Linked DNA regions of Oryctolagus cuniculus: region 2 is linked to region 1. A link is a contact called in public Hi-C data. All regions are on one chromosome and are shown on one strand. The core of a region is the stretch at or near the end of the contact, and the rest is flanking DNA. Distances in the headings are between cores, read along the strand shown.

Region 1 (2,751 bases), core at 90-2,589:
ACGGCCCCGCGGGCGCCACGGAGCTGGGGGCTGACGCTCACCACCGCCCCTGTCCTACACCCAGAGCCAAGGACACCTGGGCCCAGGCTTGGCGGCGGCCACATCTGAACTGCGGGACCAGAAGTCTTTCAGATTTGGGAATTTTTTGGATTTCGAAACAAAGTGTCTGACTCGGAGCCCGCATGGCCAGCGCTCAGCCTGCGACTCTGGACCACAGACACCAGAACCCACCCGCGGGGCAAGCACAGGAACCGCTGGGGGCCGTCTGCCCACAGCGCACAGAGGCAGAAAACCACAGGTGCACACCGCGGGGCGCCGCACCAAGTCCTCGAGGCGTGGGGCTCGCTCCGGACAAGCGGCTCGGAAGGGCCAGGGGACGCTCACGACACCCTGCTCGCAGCTGGACACGGCCCAGGGCTCCGCCCCCGGCTTGGGGGCCTGGGGATCGGCGGGCTCCGCGTCCCCGGAGTCCACCTGGTCTGTGAAGAGGCCGGGCCCCGCGGGGACAGCTCCCGGGACCCTGAGACGGGGTCCAGCCAGGAAGCCCTACGGCTGACCGCTCAGACGGACGCACGGGCCGGTCTCGCGCGCTGGTGAGCAGGCGTGAAGACGCGGCTTCCACGCTAATCGGCTGCGGACCACGGCGGCGCTGGACGTCGCCCGCACCCAGGGCTCACGGCCCCGCGGAGCGCCCAGCCCGCCGCCTCCCTTCCCGGCTCCCGGGCCCAGGCTGCTGCCCAAGGCGCGGCGCGAGCTCGGCGGCAGCACCCAGAGCCGCGGGCGCCCGCCTCTCAGCGCGCGGTGTGCGGAGGCTGCAGAGGCGCCGCGCGGCTCGCGAGCTGCTCCCGGCCGCCGAGCGGGCGTCAGAGAACGCGCGGAACCGCACTCACCCGGGGGCCAGCACCTGGCCCGGCTGCGCGCACAGCTCCCGCACCACGCCAGCGCGCTCCGACCGCAGCCTGCGCTCAGCCCGCGCCGTGCGCACGCAGCTCCCCGAGGCGCGGGCCGGGGCGCCCCCGGCGGGCTGCGCGGAGGCGGCGGTCTCGCACACGGCCAGCACCGAGCCGATGCGCACCGCCGCGCCCGCCGCCACCTTCCACTCGAGCAGGCGGAGCGGCGCGGGGCCCGGGCAGCGCACCTCGGCCACGGCGGCCGCCGGGGCGCCCTCGGCGGGGCCGCGGGCCACGGCCGGCGCCTCCATCGCGGCGCAGCGCGCTCAGGGCACACAGCTCATCGCGGGCGGCCCGGCCGGGCAGCGCCGCAGTTCCCGCTCCAGCACCGGCTTCCACCCGCCGCTCGGCCCGCGCCGAGTTCCGGGAGGACGCGCTGACGTCACGCGAAAGCGGGACGCACGGCGTGCGTGCGTAAACACGGGCCACGCGCGGCCTCCGAGCGGACGTGCGGCTCCCTGGCGCGCCGACGGGCTTCGCGCGGCGACGGGCCCCGGCGTCAGCCTCCCTCAGGCGGGGCCGGCAGCCCGCTGCCCTCCGACCGCGCCAGAGACTCCCGGCACCGCCGCCCTCGAGTACGCCCGCGCCGCGCGAGTCCCAGCGCGGGACTACGATTCCCGGCGTGCACAGCGGAGCGCGTTCCTCAACTCCCGTCGAACACCTGTAGCCTACAAGTCCCGGCACGCAACGCGCATCGCGGCCGTCAACTCCCGTAGCGCGCCCTGAGCCCTAACGTCAAGAGACTACGACTCCCGGCATGCAACGCATGCCGGCGGCCATCAAGTCCCGTGGCGCACCGCGTGTCCTAACGTCAAGAGACTACGGCTCCCGGCATGCAATGCAGACCGCTCCCACAATACCAGTCGCCGGCCCCTGGCCAAGCGACTACGAGTCCCGGCATGCCGAGCGCGCCGCGGCCCGGGTAGCCGCCCCGTCCCCGAACGCCCCGCCCCCGGGCGCCAGGTCCCTTCCTCCGCTCATCTTGGCCCTCGGCCGTCCCCGGAGCCACGGGGCGGGACTGGGTGCTCCAGCGCTGTGCGGGCGCGCCCCGGAGGTGCTGGGCGGGCGGGGTGGCCGTCACGGCCGAGGGCGTCCGCGCCGCCGCGTCTCGCTCTCTGCTGGCCGGAGCCTCGCGCCCCCGAGCTGCCGGTCAGATCGCGCCGGGGCTGACGGCCGGGCCCTCTCGGACTCCGGGCGGCCGCCGGCGCTCGCTCCCGTGCGCGTTCCCGCCCTTTCTGGAGCCGCGTGGCCGGGCCGTCGTGGGGCGCAGCCGCCGGCCACTGCCGGGCCTCGTGGCCTTCGCCGGAGAGCGCTCCCCGGCGGTCCCGTGGCGGCGACGCCGTGGCCTCTCCGGCCTTTCAGCCGAGCCGCCGCGGGGGCCCGGACGTGGGCGGCGTGGACGCCGCGGCGCGTGGCGAGGCTGAGCCGCGGGGTGCGGGGCCAGGACCGCGGCGCTGTCCCAGGGACGCGGGTGCCACCGGGGACTCTAGATTGTTCTTGCTAGCTGCAGGTGCTGAGTGCTGGGTCCGGCAGGGGGCGGGGAGCGTGGGTTTGACCCGCGCGCGCGCGGGCCGGCTGGCTTGAAGTCGGCTGCAGCGCGTCCCGCGTGGAACACGCGTCTTCTCGCGGTGCGCCCCGGCGCTGGGCCCAGGCGGCCACCCCGCGAGTCTGCGGAGGGGCTGTCCGGGAGAGTTGGCGTGGACCGCGGGCGGAGCTGCTGCAGACTCCGCGCCGCCCGGCCGGGCCGGCTGCTCGGCGAGGCTTAAGGGGAACAGACAGACAGAGCTGGCGCGGGTCGGCG
Region 2 (2,751 bases), core at 162-2,661, 180 kb after region 1:
AGACGGTCCGACCCGAGGCCGCCCCTCCCGCCCTTGCTCCCAAGCGCACGGTGGGACGGCGCGGGGGACCGTGCGGGGTCTGAGTGAGCGGGTCTGGGGGCCTCCAGACCCGGGAGCCGCCGCACGTGTGCCGGCGCCGGGCAGGAAACCACAGCGCCTGTCGGAGGCTGGCGGCCTGTCTCCGACTCCAGAGCGCTCGCCACGCGTTGGCACGCTTGCCAGCTTTAAAAAAGTTAACTTCAGCGAAACGCTCCCGGCCGGACGGGATTCCGAGCAGGGTCTCTCGCCTGGACCCCCCCCACCCCCACACACACACCGGGAGCCACCCGCGGGCGCACGGGGCCAGGGCTGCAAGGCTGCTCCGCAGCGGGGCGCCGAGCGCAGGTCGCCACCGCCGAGTCTTCTCGCGCCAAGCCGGCAGCTCGGCACCGGCGGTCCGCTTTCAAACTTTCGGAGACGTTCCGACCTCGGCCGCACGCCCTGATCCGGCCCAGGCCCGGAGGCTGGAATCGGGGGTCGTGTTCGGACCCCGGGCGCCTGCGCCTGGAGCTGCGCAAGAGCGCGGGGGCGCGGGACGCCAGGACCCCGGCCGCGCGGCTGCTCGAAGCAGCGGGGCAGCCTTCCCATCCTAGGAAGCCCCCCCCCCCCCCGCGCGCGGCTTCCCCTGCGGTGCTGACGGCGCTAACCTCGCCCCGTCCCCAAGTCGCTCGCGCTGCAGCTGGGTTTCCGCCGCCGGGATCCGCGGCGAGGTCGCCCCAGAGGAGGCCAAGTCGGCGCACTCAGAGCCAGCCAGAGGAGACAAGAAGGCGCGCTCCGGGAAACACCAGGGGACCCGGCCTCCGGCCCGGGCAACTCCACGGGAGCTCAACGCCGCCGGCCCGGCTGCCCCGGGGGCCGGGACCCGCGCAGCGGGCGGGCGGGGCGCGGGGGCCCGGGGAGCTGCGACGGGGGCGGGGGCCCGGCTCGAGGGGAGTCCCGGGGCGCGCAGGGGGCGGCGGCCGCGCGGGGCTTACCTTCCTCTGCCGACTTCATGGTGCCGCGGGCGGGCAGCGCGAGCCCCAAAGTTTCCCCGCTGCCGCAGACCGCAGCCGGAGGGCCGAGTGGAAACTTGGAAGGCACTGGGAAGCTGGTACTTGGCATCCACGCGGCGGCGGCGAGAGCGGCCGAGGGGAGCAGGGGCGGGCGCCCCGCGCCCCCCGGGCCGGCGCCGGGGAAGCGGGACCTGGGCCCCGGCGGACGCGCGCGAGGGCGCCCCGCACCGCGCGCCACGGAAAGACGTGGCGGTTTGCGCGCGGCAGGCCGGCCGCGGCCGGGGAACCCGAGCGCGGTGGCGGGGCTCGGAGGCGTGCGCCGCGCCCGGTGCGCGCTCGGCGGGTGCAGCGCCCGCGAGTCCGAGGCTGGGAGGCTCCTCTGACGCAGGGCCGCGCTCTGCCTCCTGCCTTTTTAAAGCTGGAAAACACCTCCCCCGCCTCCCCGCCGCTCCCGCGCCCCCTCCCTGCCGTGACATCACGCCCCTGCCCGCCCGAGCCGGCGCGGGGCCCGGGGGACGAGTCGCCAGCGCCGCCCTCCCCGCGCGGCGGCCGCAGCTCGCCGGCCCGCGACGGGGGCGCCCGGGAGAGGCCAGGGGCGCGCGACTGGGGGCTCCGGGGGGCGGCGGGCGGGCGAGCGCAGAGCCGCGCGGTGGAGCGAGCGCGGGGGCAGGGGTGCCCCGGCGGCGGAGGGGAGCGAGGGGAACCCGGGCCGCGCCGGACGCGGGGGTCCTCTCCGGGGACCTGGGAGAGCCACGCTGGGCTCCCGGGAGGGGGCGGGGGCGGGGCGGGCGGGAGCGAGCCCCGCATGCTGAAGTCATTATGTAAAATCGCAGGCTTCCCCCGCTGTGGAAATTTGGAAAAGCGCTTCCCCTGGCAGGCTCGGGAAGGAAATTCCCGTCCCGCTAAATTACTAACAGATTGCGCGGCGTCCCGGGACGGGGACGTGGGGCGGTGTCGCCGCGTCCTGAGCGCCGGCCGCGTTTCGGGGGAGGTCGAGGCAGCGGCGTCCCCGGCCGCGGCCCCCAGGCTGCCCTCGCCTCCCCGGGGGCCGAGGGGTGTCTGGGCAGCGGCCGGCGGGCGGGCGGAGCCCGGAGACCTCCGCGCGCGCCTCCCGTTGCGCTCTGCGCTCTGCGCGCCGCTGCCTGGCGGCCAGGACGGGGCCGCGGTCTCTCGCCGGCCGGAGGAGGGCGGGCGGCGGGGTGGGGGCGGATGGGTGAGAGTCGCGGCGGCTGCGACGTCGGGATCCCGGGGTCATAAATCTGCCGCCCCACACCCGTGTGCGATAAAAATAACCCCCAAGCGGACCGAGTGTGCGCCGCGGGGCCCTGGAACTGCAGAAGGCGCGCGGGGGTCGTGTGCCCGGGGACGCCCCCAGGCTCCGCTCCCCGGACCTCGGGAAATGCGAAAGGCGACCGGCGCGACGTTCAGCCCCAGCGGTGGCGGCGCTCGCCGACCGGGTGCGGACCCGAGTGACACCAGGGTACACGGAGCTGCGGGTCAGAGCTGGCGCCTGTCCGGCAGTGCGGGCCCCCGGCGGAACCACGGCCGCTTCTTTTCCAACCGGGTCGCAGCCCAGTTGCGGCGGGGAACCCGCCGCCCCCGGGGACCGCCGAGCCTGGGCCGTGCCGGGCGCTCTCCGGGCGCCGTCACCTGCAGACCCTGCGCGTCCCCTGGAGAGGAGGGTGCGTGGGGAGGGGGAGGACCCCGGGGGTGCACAGGT

Evidence for each region. A called contact is a pair of places that touch in the nucleus more often than the background predicts.
Region 2: a Hi-C map of an unstated tissue shows a contact between it and region 1, with 2.4 times the contacts expected there. The contact joins the promoter of NFATC1 here to the promoter of CTDP1 in region 1. A contact is called at or near these places in 2 of 6 Hi-C or Micro-C datasets (ear pinna and an unstated tissue).

Annotation. Positions count from the first base shown.
Region 1 is chr10:475,479-478,229 of mOryCun1.1, forward strand. It overlaps CTDP1 (CTD phosphatase subunit 1), which reads right to left and starts at 1,340. Exons shown (of 12, transcript XM_051840466.2): 1 at 891-1,340. The coding sequence starts at 1,201. It overlaps LOC138843936 (a long non-coding RNA gene), which reads left to right and starts at 1,646. Exons shown (of 2, transcript XR_011379148.1): 1 at 1,646-2,751.
Region 2 is chr10:656,494-659,244 of mOryCun1.1, forward strand. It overlaps NFATC1 (nuclear factor of activated T cells 1), which reads right to left and starts at 1,412. Exons shown (of 10, transcript XM_070049841.1): 1 at 1,014-1,412. The coding sequence starts at 1,140.